Linked DNA regions of Mus musculus: all the other regions are linked to region 1. A link is a contact called in public Hi-C and promoter capture Hi-C data. All regions are on one chromosome and are shown on one strand. The core of a region is the stretch at or near the end of the contact, and the rest is flanking DNA. Distances in the headings are between cores, read along the strand shown. Region 1 holds the start of Taf1 (TATA-box binding protein associated factor 1). Region 2 holds the start of Dlg3 (discs large MAGUK scaffold protein 3). Region 3 holds the start of Pdzd11 (PDZ domain containing 11). Region 4 holds the start of Ercc6l (excision repair cross-complementing rodent repair deficiency complementation group 6 like). Region 5 holds the start of Hdac8 (histone deacetylase 8).

Evidence for each region. Promoter capture Hi-C pulls out the DNA fragments that hold promoters and counts their contacts. A called contact is a pair of places that touch in the nucleus more often than the background predicts.
Region 2: a contact with region 1 is called in a Hi-C map of B cells, with 7 read pairs. The contact joins the promoter of Dlg3 here to the promoter of Taf1 in region 1. A contact is called at or near these places in 2 of 484 Hi-C or Micro-C datasets (B cells and embryonic stem cells).
Region 3: a contact with region 1 is called in a promoter capture Hi-C map of erythroid cells, with 40 times the contacts expected there. The contact joins the promoter of Pdzd11 here to the promoter of Taf1 in region 1. A contact is called at or near these places in 4 of 39 promoter capture datasets (erythroid cells, liver, neutrophils and 1 more).
Region 4: a promoter capture Hi-C map of erythroid cells shows a contact between it and region 1, with 2.0 times the contacts expected there. The contact joins the promoter of Ercc6l here to the promoter of Taf1 in region 1. A contact is called at or near these places in 8 of 39 promoter capture datasets (the 3T3-L1 cell line, erythroid cells, hippocampal neurons and 3 more).
Region 5: a contact with region 1 is called in a promoter capture Hi-C map of liver, with 4 times the contacts expected there. The contact joins the promoter of Hdac8 here to the promoter of Taf1 in region 1. A contact is called at or near these places in 2 of 39 promoter capture datasets (liver and pre-B cells).

The regions. Positions count from the first base shown.
Region 1 is chrX:101,530,789-101,534,290 of GRCm38.p6, forward strand. It overlaps Taf1 (TATA-box binding protein associated factor 1), which reads left to right and starts at 1,947. Exons shown (of 39, transcript NM_001290729.1): 1 at 1,947-2,213; 2 at 2,707-2,821; 3 at 2,957-3,073. The coding sequence starts at 2,034.
Region 2 is chrX:100,766,403-100,769,930 of GRCm38.p6, forward strand. Dlg3 (discs large MAGUK scaffold protein 3) reads left to right here and starts at 1,320. Exons shown (of 21, transcript NM_016747.4): 1 at 1,320-2,026. The coding sequence starts at 1,670.
Region 3 is chrX:100,624,670-100,627,986 of GRCm38.p6, forward strand. It overlaps Pdzd11 (PDZ domain containing 11), which reads right to left and starts at 1,272. Exons shown (of 7, transcript NM_001356384.1): 1 at 1,217-1,272; 2 at 619-718; 3 at 126-209. The coding sequence starts at 705. Kif4 (kinesin family member 4) reads left to right here and starts at 1,396. Exons shown (of 30, transcript NM_008446.2): 1 at 1,396-1,919; 2 at 2,035-2,149. The coding sequence starts at 1,800.
Region 4 is chrX:102,155,565-102,158,632 of GRCm38.p6, forward strand. Ercc6l (excision repair cross-complementing rodent repair deficiency complementation group 6 like) reads right to left here and starts at 1,527. Exons shown (of 2, transcript NM_146235.3): 1 at 1,344-1,527. The coding sequence starts at 1,411.
Region 5 is chrX:102,503,289-102,506,553 of GRCm38.p6, forward strand. It overlaps Hdac8 (histone deacetylase 8), which reads right to left and starts at 1,870. Exons shown (of 11, transcript NM_027382.4): 1 at 1,666-1,870; 2 at 1,111-1,163. The coding sequence starts at 1,776. It overlaps Gm32262 (a long non-coding RNA gene), which reads left to right. Exons shown (of 14, transcript XR_003953070.1): 14 at 1,291-2,038.

The sequences.
Region 1 (3,502 bases), core at 697-3,196:
ACATTCATATGCAAAAAAGACATTCATACACACAAAATAAAAATAAGTAAATCTTAAATTAGGAAGGGGCAGAGTATGAGTTTTAATGCATCATCATTATTTTGTTTTTTGAGACAGGGTTCAGTTCCCACCACACGCATGGCAGCTCACAACTGTCTGTAGTTGGCAGTTCCAGGGTATCTGACAGTGGCAAGCCAAGGCATATAGAATAAAGAGTGCGAGAGCTTTCTGTACAGTGGTGGCGCACGCACACCTTTAATCCCAGCACTCAGGAGGCAGAGGCAGGTGGATTTCTGAGTTCGAGGCCAGCCTGGTCTATAAAGTGAGTTCCAGGACAGCCAGGGCTGTGATAGCTTCCTGTTCTTCCTGAATCCAGTTTCTACTACTCAACATCAAGCAGCTCCAACTCCAGAGGCAGTCAACAGTTCTGGCCTCTGTGAACAACTGCACTTCAGTGCATATACCCGTGCACAGACACATACAGATCATTTCAAAAATAAATCTTAAAAAAAGAAAATGTCCCCATGTATATACTAAAGAGAGGTGATCAAATATAATCGCACGACTGAACTTGTTGGCAGAGACCTATAATTTCAGTTAGTTGGGAAGCAAAGAATGGAAAATTCAAGGCCTGGCCCAGGAAACTTAAGTGGGACTCTGCCTCAGAACAAACTAAACATGAACAAGCAAACAGGCACAAAAAATGCAAAGTAGGAACTCTGAACAGATCCTCGGTTTGGCCACAGTGAAGATGCTCCAATTCAAACAAGTCTGTGTGCCACCATGGTGATCTGAAACATGAAATATGTCCTCAGGATGGGGCTCCGGGGTTGGTGGCAGATATGTTACCTACAGAGGCACCTCACTGGTTCAATATGTCTATTTACACAAATATATAGAGTACTTAAAAAACTTTTTTTTAAAGATAGGGTTTCCCCTAGTAGCCTGGAGCTTAACTATGTATACTATGCTGGTCTTACAGAGACAATTCTTTTTTTTTTTTTTTTTTTTTTTTTTTTTTAGTTATTTCGAGACAGGGTTTCTCTGTGTAGCCCTGGCTGTCCTGGAACTCACTTTGTAGACCAGGCTGGACTCAAACTCAGAAATCCGCCTGTCTCTGCCTCCCGAGTGCTGGGATTAAAGGCGTGCGCCACCACTGCCCGGTTCAGAGACACTTCTACCTCAGGTTTCCATTCCTGGCAAAATAAGGTTATTTTTTAAGTACAGGGAATTGAATCTATGTTGGCCAGTGAGCTGTATCCCAGCCTTGTATATTTCTGTCTCTCTTTCACTTTCTCTCCCCTCTTCAACCCCCCCCCCCTTCTCCCACTCGGTTTCTTTCTTCTCTCCATGCTTTTACACATTTACACACATATATACATACATACACACACACATATATATGCATATATGTGTATGTATATATATATATATATATATACATATATATATATATATATATAGTGCTGGGAATCATATGTGCGCTTAAAAAAACTATGAAAATGTTTAATGTTTGTGAATCTTGAAGTTTCGGTTGCTCATTTTACTAAGCTTAACATTTTACCATGGGAAAATGTAAATTCAAAATAAGTAAGTAGCAGTCGTCCCCCTATCACAATTCATAGTAATGTTCCTTTGGGGAACGGCACAAACCGGAAAAGACGGCTCAAATCATTATTGTGTAGTGTGTACTGTAGCCGGTGACGCGCGGTTTCCAGAGGTCGTAGGTCACGCCGCCTCAGATCTACTTTCTTATTGGAGAAAAATCTGCCGCTCTTACCATAGCAACCAGAACGGACCCGCGCAGTTGATGGGCGGGACTGGTTTGTTTGACCAATCACCTTCCAGTTATCCAGCCTGATCTTGGGCGGACCAATCAAACACATCAAAGGAAGTAGCCATCCCGACATCAAAGGATCACGTAGGACGGCCCATCCTTCCCCCCTTTTTTTCAACTTCCGGTAGCCTCTGGTTGGGTCAGGGAGCGCTGCAAGTCACCCGTGTGCGACTGACGTATTTTTTCTTTCCCGCCCATGGGCCCGGGGTGGGCTGGGCTGCTGCAGGACAAGGGTGGCGGTAGCCCTTCCGTCGTCATGTCCGACACAGACAGCGACGAAGAGTCGGCTGGTGGAGGCCCATTTTCTCTAACTGGGTTCCTGTTCGGCAACATCAATGGAGCAGGGCAGTTGGAAGGCGAAAGCGTCTTGGATGACGTGAGTCGTGGGCCTGGGGCGGCGGGTGCTGTGGCTAGGGAGAACTGGAGACAGCGCGAGAGGGCTCAACTCGGAGGAAGGACGAAGAGGAAAAGTCTTAAGTGTCAGTCACTGATGCTGAGGTGTTGGCTTCGAAGGTAACATTCTCCTTGCCTGGTAGGAAAGATAATAGTTAACTCTAGTAAGGTTATCAGAACCGCCACTGTGGAAGGCCTTCTTAAAGACCCTTGGAACTCTGCTTTTTCTGGCTTTTGCTGATCCTAATGGCTCCAAAGCCAGGACTACGGATGGAACGTGTGTTGTTCGGAACTGATCTGTATGGAATTTAGCAGATTTCCTATATAGTTCTTGAATGTGATGTTTCTTTGAGCAGCACTTCATGAAATAATTTCTCAGATGGATTTGTGACTTTGTTATGAGCAAGGGAAATATACTTGTGTAGGACCTTCAGGTTTAGTTGTTATTTTCGACCCTCATGCTGTCCCCTTTTCAGGAGTGCAAGAAGCATCTTGCGGGCTTGGGGGCTTTGGGTCTTGGCAGCCTGATCACTGAACTCACAGCAAATGAAGAATTGTCCGGGAGTGATGGTGCCCTGGTAAATGATGAAGGTAAAGTGTGGGCCATGGGGAGGACAGTGTGGGTGGGGGGAGGAGATTAGCCTGTTGTACGCTTTTCAGTGGGGATTTTCTAAGGAAGTGATAATTACTTGCTTTCTCTTGAGACGTCTCCCTTTTTATCCATAGGATGGATTAGGAGTAGAGAGGATGCTGTGGACTATTCTGACATCAACGAGGTGGCAGAAGATGAAAGTAGAAGATACCAGCAGACAATGGGAAGCTTGCAACCCCTTTGCCACACAGGTGATTCTCTCTCCGCCCCCCCCCCCCCTTCTTGTTTTCTAGCAATGGGTCTTTCAACATAGCCCTGCCTGACCTGGAACTCATTATGCATGCAAGATTGTCCCAAACTCATAGAGATGCATTTGCCTCTGTTTCCCAAGTGCTAGGATTAGACATGTTCCCCACTACGCTTGGTATTCTTTAATGTTGCAAAATTGGCAGTTTAGTACATTTTCTTCCTGAATAAGTCTGTTTTGGGCTCTGTCTTGTATATTTAATCTCTGCCATTGTTCTTGCCTGCCAATACATTTGCTCTGTATGCTGTTTCCACTGTCAATTCAGTGCCAAGTAGTAGGTATTCTCTTACCAAATTCAAGCTTTTATTTTTATAATGTTCGGTCTCAAATTGTTGATTAATGACAAGGGTGAAAATGATTTCTTGTCATCTCA
Region 2 (3,528 bases), core at 70-2,569, 770 kb before region 1:
TGTATATCGTATTGTTCTATTACTATATTCTAGAACAGTGTTTGGCATGAACATCTGTTGAATTAAGCCCAAGTCTCTATTCACAACACCCATGTGATGGCTTTACACCGGGTAAGTGCTCAATTAATGTCTGTTAAATGAAACGGAGACCTAAAATCTGCAGAACTTAGAGCACAGTGCTTATCTGAGTAGTTTAGAGCATGGGTTCCAGTCAAATGGCAAGAACTTTCATCTCTCAGTTATGCTACCTAGTTGTGTTAGCACCGCTGAGCTTACAGTTCTTATTGGTAGAATGGAGGTACCTTTAGTACTGCCTTGATAGAGACTTTTGTTTGCACCTCAGACTTTGTAACGATTCAGTCATTGTCTGCTAAAGATAAAACAAGGACAGAAACAAAAAGCTAGCCTGGGTGGCACCTGTAATATCACCAATCAAGTAGTTGAGGCAGGATGATCACTCTGTCTCAAAAAAAAAAAAAGATTCTTTCTGTCTTATGATTACCCTTTCCCCACCTTCCAACAGCGTGAGCGAGGAGAAGTCAAGGAGACCTCCTTCAATCGGGATTCCTGGGTGCTGTGCCAGAACCAAAGAATTGGCTTCTTTCACTTTAGATCTTTTCTTACCACTTCCTTGTACCCGAACTCCCTTTCCTCGTAACATTTCAAGCCTCTTTTCCCTAACATAACCATGGAGTGGAGGCAGAAGTGTCGGAGGCAGGCATAAATAGTTTTCTCTCGTTGCCGGTTCTGAGGTTAGTCTCTCACTGGTGATGTAAGAAAGGTCGACTGTGAGAGATACTCATTACAGGGCCTAGGAAATGAAAGAACAATGGTCCTGATGAGGATGCGCTGACAGACCTGGATGCTGCCCTTTTCCTTGGTCCCCTGCAGGAGGCAGCACTTCGCGCACCCTGTCCAGATGCCCCTTTGATCGGTTCTATTGCTGCCTTTACTTCTGATGGCCCTAGCTTAGAGCAAGCTTAGGGACCCATTGAGCATCTCACTGCAACTCCCTCTTGCCAGTGGGGCGGGGTGGAGCGGGCAGAAGACAGCCTGAAATTGGCAACACGAGAACACAGGATCGCAGGATCATACTCTTCAGCTCTCTAGTGGCCCAAATCTCAGCCACCTAGACTAGGGTTGCCAGTAACTCCACAGAATAGGGGAGATGTGTCTGAGTCCGGGGGGTGGGGGGGCGCCTCTGCTTCTGCTCCTTTAAGAAGCCGCTGTTTAGCATTCCTGCTGCTGCCGCTGCCGCTGCCTGACTCTGCGCTCTGATTGGCTGGAATCAATTGAGAAGGGAGCCAGGGAGAGATGCTCTTGACTCCACTCAGATCCATCCTGGGGACCTGAGCAGAAGAGGTTCTCGCCGCACCTAGCCTTTGCCTGGGCGCCCGATTCTTCTTTGCCGCTGGGCCTCGGCCCAGAAGCCACAACGGGCGACACGGAGCCGCCAGTGCTGGAGGGGGAGCCATGGGTGCGGGGCAGCGTGGGGGCAGAGGCCCCAGGACGCCCGCCCGGCCCCAGGCCCCGCTCAGCCAGGGCACCCCCACGGGTGCCCCCTCCTTCTTGGTCTGAGCAGTGCGAGTGTGCTAGGGAGCCCGGCGGCGGCGGCGGCGGCGTGGAAACTGGCGTGGGCTGGGGGGTCCGAGCCGCGGGGGGCAGTGCCATGCACAAGCACCAGCACTGCTGTAAGTGCCCCGAGTGCTATGAGGTGACCCGCCTGGCCGCCCTGCGGCGTCTTGAGCCTCCTGGCTACGGGGACTGGCAGGTGCCGGACCCCTATGGGCCAAGTGGGGGCAATGGGGCTAGCTCCGGTTATGGAGGCTACAGCTCGCAGACCCTGCCTTCACAGGCAGGGGCTACCCCCACCCCTCGCACCAAGGCCAAGCTCATCCCCACAGGCCGAGATGTGGGGCCAGTGCCCCCTAAGCCAGTCCCCGGCAAGAGCACCCCAAAACTCAACGGCAGTGGCCCCGGCTGGTGGCCCGAGTGCACCTGTACCAACCGGGACTGGTATGAGCAGGTAAGGACCGGCAGATGAGGAGGAGGGGAGGCTGGTGGGACAACCCAAAGGACTAGGGATTGGGGTCTAGGAAGTCTGGGGAGCAGTAGAGGTTGCTGGGGCTCCAAGTCTATGGATCTGAGCCTTTAGCAGCTGACCAAAGAGAGACTGTTGAAAATACATCTTCTATGTGTGTCTGTTTAGGGGGTCTCCGTTTGGAGGGGATTGGGAGGAGCTGTTTGTATCAGGGGGTGATGGTATGGCGGAGGGGCACATTTTTCTAGTGTGGGGGATTTGGGTTTGTCTCAGTGCAGGGCGGGGGGGTGGCAGTGTCTCTGTGTCTGGCAGGGGGCGGGAGGTTCTGCGGGGGTTGTATGTGGTGTGTGTCTCCATAGGAGGGGAGGAGGGGGCATGGTGCTCTGCGTGGGGGGGACATATGTGTTTGTATGTATGTTGGGGTGTGTGGAAGAAAGCAATGGAGCTTGTGTGAATGTATGTATCAGAACCCATGTGCCCAGATGGCTGAGCGTCATCTCTCCATACCATGAGTCCCTCTCCATCCCAGTCCCTTTGTGTGTGAACGTGCACATGGATATGTGAGGATGTGTCTCTGAATGTGAAGGTGTCTCTGTCGATGAGGCTGCAGGGATAGCTGTGTTCGCCCGAGGGTGTCTCCATGTATATGTGTGTAAGCATGTGGCTTCAAGAGTGTACACGTGTGTGTGTGTGTGTGTGTGTGTGTGTGTGTGTGTTGTCCCTGATGAGAAGCGCTTAACAGGCAAAAGGGGGGGGGGCAAGACACATCCCAAGCAAGGCTGAGATGCTGCTGAGAAGGACAGACTCTTTTGTCCAAGCTGCTCTGAAGTGTGTGCTGCGGGGGGTTGGGGGGCAGGGGGTGTTAAACAAGCCTTCTTGCTCCAAAGCAGGCATATTGCCTGGAACCAGGCAAAGGGTAGCTGCCCTAATGCAGGGTCTTCTCTGAGTGGGACATGGCCCTTATGGGTACCCACAGATGTGAGAGAGCTTAGCTCCCCAGCTCTGATTTGGCACAGCTTGGGAGCCCCTGGGTGCTGGGCACAACTCCGGCTTCCACTCCCAGCCTGAACTGCCAGCTTAGAAAATGGAAGGAGCGTCTGTGGGAGAAACAGCAAAATGGAGGCTGGGCCAGCAGAGCCAGGTCTCTGGCACGCATGGCGGAGGGCCTGTCTAGTTCTTCAGTTCTGCAACCCCCAGGGTGGAAAGAGAGGAGGAGAGGCTTTGCTCTCTATGGAAGGTGCTGACTGTCCCAAGCTGGTGACCATCTGGTCACCCCTGTCCTCTTCGGAGAATAGGATGTGCTTTTACCTAGAAGCAAAAGAGGGGGCTTCTTGGAGATCAGAATTATCCATTCTGTATGTCTGTCTGTCTACACCTCTTCCTATGTCCCTAGCCTTGGTTCCTTGCCCTCTCCAGTGAGTCCCCTCTTTTTTGCCCCTCCCTTATAAGCACACGCTCATGCTTGGCCTGCCTAGTGAGAAATAGGT
Region 3 (3,317 bases), core at 22-2,521, 910 kb before region 1:
ATGCTGTAGAAGTGCCACCTCTGCTTTTCTGGTCACCTACCTCCCAATCCACATCCACACCCCAACCATGGCCAATTTCTGGCATGGACCAAACGTTACTGGAATAAGAGCCCCTATAAGTTTACCTGAGCACCAGGAGGCTTCTTCAGTGTAACAATTCGGGGCAGAAACTGGGTCAACTCATTGTTGTAGTCTGGGTGGTACACTCTCTGCAAGATACAGCAATCCCCGAAATCTTATTCCCAGTCTTAGATGTGTTACATCTACCTTCTTTTAGAATACCAATAAACCAGATATATGTCAGGAATTGGTAAAGCCATTGACTCAGTTTACAAAGCACAGATAAAACAGTCCAGAGGAGTGGCTGTTTAGTCTCGGGACATGTTAGTGGCCCTATAGATCCCTAGTCCTTTCTTATTGACAGGATGGAAATTAAGGCTCTGAATTTTCAGAATTCACCAGTGTGAAGGGTTCTGGCATGGTGATTCTGCAAGAAGTCACCAGTGGGTCACTGTTGCTCAGAATTCACCTAAGATCCACTCTCCACTGAGTTTCCTAGCCCTGCTACTTTTTCTTTCATAGATCTCATGATTATTCAGGAATGCAGATGGCGCCCACCTCATGAGGAGGAATCCACGCTGGAGGGTTTTCATAGGCCGGCAGGAAAACCACAGGGTAGTCATCATAGGGAATCCGGTTGTCCATTTCAGGCAAAGCCCTGAAAAGGACGAATCAAAGGAAACGAAAATGATTTTAAAAAGGACCAAGCACTCTAAGTTCCAGAAAGCCTTCCAGCCGAGGGCCATTCCTTTATGGGACTAGCCCACAAGTAGGTGTTAAGATTGGGGAGGGGGGGTAGGGAGGAGAGGCAGGCTACAAAACAAAATAACAAAAACAAAAGACAAAAAAATTAATTTTTTAAGCACTCTAATGGCATGTTTGCATTTCTCACAATTCTACAAAAAACAATAGGTGTCACCACTTCCAACCTAGGAAAAGAGAATCTACACATCTACAAAGATCTACTTTAAAACAGCAAGGGAGTGCCAACTCTTAACTATCCCATAGGGATTGGGGCCAGACACAATCTCTAGAGGTGCTTAGTAAACGTGGTGTCCACAGACGGGTTCCGTCTACACGGGCTACCTTCTAGATCCAGGTCCTGCAACCCGCCCGAATCCCGCGCTCGCGACCACTTAACTCAGGGCCACCTCACCGGTAAGAAGGCCTCGGTCAGCGACAGCCAATTCGGCGTCGGAACCGGAAGCGGATGCTCCTACCACCCTGCCGGGGCGGAGCTCTCTTTGGGCGAGCCAGAGCTCCAGCCTCCTTGCGCGTCACGGTGTGCGTGCTCAAGTTCGTCTGCTTCTCACAGGCTGTACGCGCTCCGATTGGCTGGCGCCTCTGGGATCAATTTGAAACTTGGCGGTTAAAGCTCCGGTTGGAACAGGGCGCCAGGGAAGGTCGGTGAGAGGGACGTTTAGTTTGGTGAGTTACCCGGGCACCGCGTTAGCTCCGATTCTGCGCTTTGGAGCACTTTAGGGCTTGGGGTCGCGGTTGCTGTCTCTGCTGGAGTTTCCTTATTGCTGACGCCGCTTCGCCCTGCAGTATTGGGACTGACAAACCTTTAGGCGGTGGCCAAGAGTGACAGGACACCGTGATCCCGCTGGGAGGGAGAGTGCATCAGCGAGTTCCGAGCTCTCCCACCGCCTGAGAAGGGCCTTTCCACTCCTGCCAGCCTCCGGGGGCTCCTGGGAGAGCCGGCTTCACCCAGCACGGACACCTGCTGAGCTGGTACCATGAAAGAAGAGGTGAAGGGGATTCCCGTAAGAGTGGCACTGCGTTGTCGCCCCCTCGTCTCGAAAGAGATTAAGGAGGGCTGCCAGACGTGCCTTTCCTTTGTGCCCGGAGAGCCTCAGGTGGGTAGTCGAGTCTGGAGTGGCTTCCTCCACAGCTGAGGCTGAAAGGAGCGAGGGGCGTGGTCAGGCATTTTTTTTTTAATCCTTCCCCATCCTTGTCTCTTGCCTCTTGCAGGTGGTGGTTGGTAATGATAAATCATTTACCTACGATTTTGTGTTTGACCCCTCTACTGAACAGGAAGAGGTCTTTAATACAGCAGTAGCTCCACTCATAAAAGGCGTGTTTAAAGGTGAGGCTGTCTAATTCACTGGGCGTTTGTGTGTGTGTGGGTGGGTCATATAGGCACTACAAATAAGAGGAATGGATGAAACAGACTTCTGCCTTTAAAAACAGCCCACAGCCTAGTAACACATCCAGTTTATCTTTGACCTAGACATATTTTGTTGTCTTGGGACCTCACAGAGAACCTTTCATTTCAGCACTTGGGAGGCAAAGACTGATGTAGAAGCCATGGAGGGATGTTCCTTACTGGCTTCCTTCCCCTGGCTTGCTCAGCCTGTTCTCTTATAGAACCCAAGACTACCAGCCCAGGGATGGTCCCACCCACAAGGGGCCTTTCCCCCTTGATCACTAATTGAGAAAATGCCTTACAGTTGGATCTCATGGAGGTATTTCCTCAACTGAAGGTCCTTACTCTGTGATAACTCCAGCTGTGTCAAGTTGACACAAAACTAGCCAGTACAACCACCCTCCTTGATTTGGCTTATGCTGTGCTGGAAAGCAAACGCATGGCTTTGTGTATGCTAGACAAGTACTTTGCCAAGTGAGCTATAGGCCCAGACTTTATTGTAAAACTTGAAAACACTGTAGTTATAGTAGTTATAGAAATGTTGCAAGAACAGCATAAAGATGCCATTTTTTTCATAGAATCATTGGTAATAAGTTGTTGATGTTATGATCCCTGAATACTTTACCATATATTTCCAGTAAGCGTCATGACATAGCCATCATAATCACAGAAGTTGCAATGTCTTGTTACTACTTTCTCATCCTCAGCCCTGTTCAAGTGTTGCCAGTTGTTTCAGTAATACCCTTGATAGCAAAGAATTTAGTTCAAAAATCATGGTATGATTAGCTGCTGCGCCCTTCTTATAGTCCCCAAGTCTAAAGTAGTCCTTGAACCTTTGGGCTTTGTGTTTTTTAAAGCCTTCATTGTTTTGATACTTGAAGATTACAAAGCACTTGTATCTTTCTTTTTGCTTTTATCTAACGTTATGATAAAATTTGAGACGGTTTTTTGTGTTTGTTTGTTTTTTTAGCAGAAACACCACAGGCGTGCTTCTGTATTCTCATTGATTCCTGTCAGGCAGTATATGGTTTTAATTTGCCCTATTCCTGTTATTGTTAATCTCAATCATCTGACTAAGATATAAACCTACCAGATCTCCTCCTGTAAA
Region 4 (3,068 bases), core at 277-2,776, 620 kb after region 1:
AATTCTTTTCTCCATTTTTATCTAAGAGGAGGTCCCTCGAGGGAAAACTCTACTTAGAGTACTGGTGGCTCTGTCCACTGACTGATCGTTGATTCACTGGAACATGGTGCTATGTACCTGTAATTCCATCACTATGTGGACTCAGAGAGAAGGATAGAGTTCAAGAGCAGCCTGCCTCAAAAAAAAAAAAAACAAAAAAAAACAAAACCTATGCCTGGCAGTGATGGCGCTAGCCTTTAATCCAAGCACTGAGCAAAAGTTAGTGGTATGTGGGTCTCTGTGAGTTCAAGGCCAGCCTGATCCACACAGAGAAACCTTGTCTCCAAGGAAAAAAAACCCTACAAGTTAACAACATAAATCTACATACTGTAGAGAGGACTCTGTAGTTAAGAGGACTAGGTGCTTGCTCTTTCAGAGGACTCTGGTTCAGTTCCCAGCACCCACATGGTGGCTCACAACCCTCTGTATCTTCAGTCTCAGGAGGGGATGGCACACACCCCATTATAGTTGTGATCTTTTTTCCTCTACTTAGGGGTGGTTTTGAGCAACCTTTTCATGTGCCTGTTTGCCATTATGTGTTTTTTAAGAGAAATGTCTACAAATCCTTTGCTAATATTTTATGTAGTCTTTTAAAAATTATATAGGCATAGACGGGTGTTTTGCATATGCGCGCGCGGGGCGGGGGTGGGGGGGCGCATGTACATCACATAGGTACCAGAACATAGGATCCTGTAGGACTGGAGTTACATAATGGTTGTGAGCTACTATGTGGGTGCTGGGAATTGAACCTGGGTCTTCTGGAAGAGCAGTCAGTGCTCTTAACCTCTGAGTCATCTCTCCAGCCCTGCACTACAATTTTTAATAGTTAAATATTCCAACCTAGGCATCTGGTGAAAGCGTATTCATTCACTGGGCTTAATGGTTCCTTTGGGGGCATATGTCTTCCCTTCGTAACTGGACCCCCTTTCTTTTAATGGCAGCACTCTGGTCGGGAAATAAAACATTTTACAGCATCCATCAAACACCATAAAGTATTTCTGTTTCAGATCCCATTTTCACTACCCAATTGCTAACAACTTAGGGACTATTTTTCCTCTTTTCTCCCAGGTCTGGCGGTTGGCGAGTTAGAAAGACTCAAAGATTTCATCAGTTAATTAAAATTCAGGCTCTTAAAGAGTTCATACTCAAGAGTTATTTGACTTACGAGTGACTTGGCAGGGCGAGCTCCCCGAAATAGAAATCTGGTCAAAGCCACAGCAGATCCTAGGGGGAGGTGGGAGCCACTCCACCTCAACCCCAGGCCAGGGACTGCAAGTTCGACCCGTCCGGAGACCCAAACATACCTCAGGTAACTCTCGGCCAGTTGTGGGCTCAAAGTCTCCACTTCCGCTAAGCCTTGGGAAGCCTCCATGGCCAGGGAATCCGGAGAGCCCAGGAAAGGAGACTCCCAGTTAAAACCGCGCTTGAATTTCGCTCGCTCCCGCCTTACCCAGGCTGGGCTCACGCACTAGACTGGTAGAGCCAACTGCCCGCCTCGCGGCGGGCCAATCCGGGATCTGGCGCTCGAGCGCGGTTTCCTGAGCCCCGCCCAGGAAGGTCTTGCGCCTGCGCCCTCGAGCACTGGCGCTAGCTAGCTACGTTAGCTAGAGTGGCCTTACGTTTTGGGTTTTTTTTTTTTTTTTTTTGGAGGGGGGGGGGGCTGCTGATTCACGTGACCGGTGGTGGTTTCAGTTCCGTCCTAACTGCGTGGCGGTGAGTGTGAATGTTGAGTAATGAGAGCGAAGGGAAGGAGTTAAGAGCGTGAGTAAAATGCGCGCTTGTTTCTCTTGTCCTTGTGAGTGGAGGCTGTCTTATTGTACTGGCCCATAGAGGTCTCCATTGCCCCCTTTTCCTCCCCGCCAGTGCCTGGCACTGAACATACTTGGAATTCACACACCTAGAAGTGCAATCCTGCAACTTAAAGCTGACACTGAAGAAGGATTTTCAAAGACAAAGCCTAAGCCGCTCGTGGTGGTGCACACCTCTGATAACAGTGCTTAGGAGGCAGAGGCAGGAGGATCTCAAGATCTAGTCCAGACTGAGCTTGCATATAAACAAGACCCTGTCTCAGAAGTACACACACAAACACACACGCCCTTATTTACGCAATACCAAATAGAGTAGAGGTTATTTATGTATTTGAGAGGTTGGGAAGGGGACATGATAAGAGTTGAATGGGAATGAATGGCTTACAGATTACTCATATATGAAATGATGAAAAAATTAAATGTAAAAAAATAATAATAGCTAGATTTGGTGGCACAAGCCTGTTGGGTTTCAGATCCGGGACAAGTAGCTGAGGTGCATATATAACATACCAAAGTGGACCTGGCCTTCAGGTTCTCCCACCATCCTTCATCCTTGTTACAGGGCATGACTGGCAAACCCCACCCTCTACACTGAACTTTCCAACCCAGAGGCTGGGCCACCCAGCAGCTCTTCATTATGTAATACAGACCTTTTTGGTTTTCCCTCTCTTTTCTCTCTGCATGCCTGCTTTCTCTCTCCCCCTTCTCTGCCTATCTTTCCATGGTGACTTCACTGACACCCCCCTCCTGTATGGTGAATGAACCTGCCTGGAGGCTGCCCCCAATAAACCTGCCTTTATACTTTAATTTGGCCTGAATTGGCTTATTTTGTTCGTGGAGATACCAAAGCCTAGGGTTCCAGCACCTTTGAGGTTGACGCAGAAGGATTACAGATTCAAAATCCATTCAGGCCAACCCAAGCCACTTAGTGAGACCCTGTGAGTGCTGGGGCTATATCTCAGTAGTAGAGCATTTGCTTAGCTCTGTGACTCTATGGCTTCTTTCATTTTGTGAAGATAAACAAATAAGTGCAATTATAATGTGGTTATCCCCTTCAGAAGTTCTAGTTAAGATGCAGTCATTTTCAAAGGCAAAGCTCAGGCCTTAGGGAAATGGAAAAGATACATAAGAGGTCGAGAGCCAACAAAAATTATTCTGGTTTATATATTACTAAGAAAGCCACTCCTGAAGCCCAGAACTCTGGAAACTGAGATAGGATTA
Region 5 (3,265 bases), core at 620-3,119, 970 kb after region 1:
AAGTGTTAATTTTGTGTGTGGGAGCCTAGACCTCCTATATGTTAGGCAAGTGTTCTACACATTGAACACTATCTTAAACCCCTTTAAAAATTGTATTTTGAGACAGGGTGTGGCTAAGTTACCCAGCTGGCTTTGAAGTTGTGATGTTCCTGTCTCAGCCTTCCAAAGGCCTAGAATTAACGGCCTGTACCACCAGGCTCAGAAAAGTGTTAAAATACTTTTAAGGAAAGACAAGTAGTTATTTTGATGACCATAGGAATTAAGCATAGGGAGGAAAACATTCCTAGAAGGGTATGGTGCTGCAAACCTGCTGATCCTGCACCTGGGAGGCAAGGCAGGTGGTTCTTGGTAAATTCAAGGCCAGCCTGGTTGATGTTAACAGTTCTTGGCTAGCCAGAACTACACAGTGAGACTCTGTCTCAAAACAACAACACATTCCAAAAGAATGTACACACTAAAAATGACTTAATACTAAGAATAAAATATGAAAACCTATTATATTACTTTCTGTGAAGAAAATGCAGCATTAGGTGATCTAGCCAGTCACGTAGTTGGTCAGTAATGAGAAAACCTGATTTGACATGTGCCAGGTCCATAATACTTTCATTTATGACATTAAATATAGAATTGGCAATCAACAGAAAGCTTGTTTTTGGCTTGTTTTTGAGAAGGATGTAGCTAGCTTTACTTGTGTGGTCAACAGAGACCAGGTTAAAGTTTGGTGGTGATGGGGGTGGGGTAGCAGATCTAAGTCTCAAATTGAACCCACATCCCCAAATCTAGCTTTAGAAAACAAACAAAATCCAGACCAAATATAAAACAAAACATTTTCCAGCTTAACACCTCCTCACATGTCTAGAAGCAAAGTCTCTTTTCTAAGGGATCTTAACCCCTTCGTGTGCCTTTCCCAACTGTTCTCAAGCTTTCCCGGCGGTACAAGCATCTAACAAAGACTATGAACACCCCACTCCCACACAAGCTTTTTTTTTTTTTTTTTTTTGAACGCAGCATTTCTCGCTGGTTAGTCCCACTGGGAGGAGACAAGGTGTTAAGGCTATGAACACGCCTGCCCTCAGAAATGATCATGTTCAGAAAGGTCAACGCACTTACCTCATTTGTTTATGCAGGGCATAGGCTTCGATCAGAGAGTGGACCATACTGGCCTGAAACAGCATCAAAGAAAGGCAGAGCAGTCTCCTTAAGGTTCAATGTACTGAAATGCCATTAACAACAACAGCCTGCGCGGAGAACTAACTACTTTCTCTCTTCTCCCTTCTGTCACTTTAACAGAATACACTTAAGACAAACACAGAGTCTCAAAATCGCCAAGATTCGAAGCTCCCCAGCTTTACTAACGCAAGTGATGGAATACTCTCTCCTAACAGTTTGTGGTCCAGGACCCCCTATTGGTAACTCCGCTCACCTCTGCGCCAATCCTTCCCCTCCCCCGCCCCCCGCCCCCACTCGAGCGTTGGATGCCCCACTGCGCTCTCTGAAGGTAATGAACCACTTCCTTCTGCTCGGCTTGGCGTGCCTGGCACTGCTAGTTACATTTTTGCTGAAGGTATCCTTCAGTCCAGTTTTCTCGTTTCCTAATGTACTCCCTTTCACACCCTCCCACCCCCATCCCCGCAAACCGTGGTCTTTGATCCAGACCTCTCTTACCCGTTTGGGGACCTTCACAAGGGAGTCGCAGATGCTGACATACTCGGGACTGTAAATATAAACCGGGGGTAGTGAATGCCCACTGTTGGCGGGTTCCTCTGGCATCTCCATCTCCCACTTCCAACCGTCCGCGAGCCAAAGTCTGGAGCCAACAGTTTTCAGACTCAGCCTGAGCTCCAGTTCCTGCTCCTCTGTTCAGCCCCAGCGGTGCTCCCTTGTCAACATTCCCTCCTATTTAGATCGCCGGAGACAGTTTCCCTGGTCCCTCGTCCAACTACAGGGATGGATGGGCCCTTCCAGACCAGATGCCTTCTACTGATGACCACAGTTCAAAAAAGGTGCCTGACAGATATAAAAACCAAATAACTGCCAATTGGGATCAATTTTTTCATGGCACAAGTAGCACGGTCAAAAGTAACCAGCCTTGTTGCCCTACGGGGCCATTTGAAATGAGGTCAGACCAGCTCCAAAGCATGCTGGGAGATGTAGTTTTAAAGGAGTATGGTAACAGAAAGAAACACAGCTAAACACTAAAAAAACGTGGTTTCAAGTTTTGGCGCTAAGAGTCTGAACTCTTTTAAGTTTTCAAACTGCAAATATCATTTAAATATTTAAATAGAGGTAAACTATACATTCAATAGCAGGCAAGACCACCACCCAGCTACATTAGCTAATGGTGCTAAGGCTGAGGATTGTTTGAAATGTTTACAGAGTAAATTTCGTGCTGCAACTTTAGTTCGCTACTTTTCATCACTGTCTGAAAGAGATTAACAGCCTCTCCAATAATCCACTCTGACAAACCCGATGTCACCTTCCTAAAACTGAGACAGGGACTGTGGAGCTTTCATGTGATGAAAAGCAAGGGTTCTCTCCCAAGTAGTGGGAAAACACACCTCCCCCATCCCCCAACACACAGCCACTTTTTCTTTCATTTGCTTCTGAAGCTAAACAACGGTTAGGGCAAATGTTTTAGGTTTGGTGTACAGGGTGTTAGTGTGTCCCCAGGCAGTGTTATTTCCACCAGAAGTTTGGGGGTTCTGGATGCCTACAAGATCTGAGCCTAGCTGGTCAATTCCCAGACTCCCAGCACTCAGACCATCCTCAACTGACACACTGAGGCCTCCGAGACAGGCCCAGATTTGTACTTTCTTTAAAAGACAAGCTTGCTTTAAACTTTTGTTTCGTGATAAGCACTTTGGATATTATCTTAATCCTTTCAACAGTTCTATGACGCAAGCTGTAACATGTCCACTTTGCAGATGTACTTTGGAGGGTAAAAACTATTCTCGGTCACACACTGAGGTAGGAAAACAATCCAAAATTAGCTCTACCTAACACCCAAAACCTAAATACTCCTTTTACTATGTGAATTTGATGCTTCCAGGTTGACTTTCTGCTATACCTGTGGTCAATATTCGATTTAGTATCCCAATACTTAATATTCTTGCAATCTTGAGGTATGTACGTGTGTGTGTGTGTGTGTGTGTGTGTGTGTGTGTGTGTGAGAGAGAGAGAGAGAGAGAGAGAGATATGCATTTGTTCTCCAATTAGAATGGAACAAGTTATGCTTCATTTGTATTTGTCTATAGAACTAGTTCAA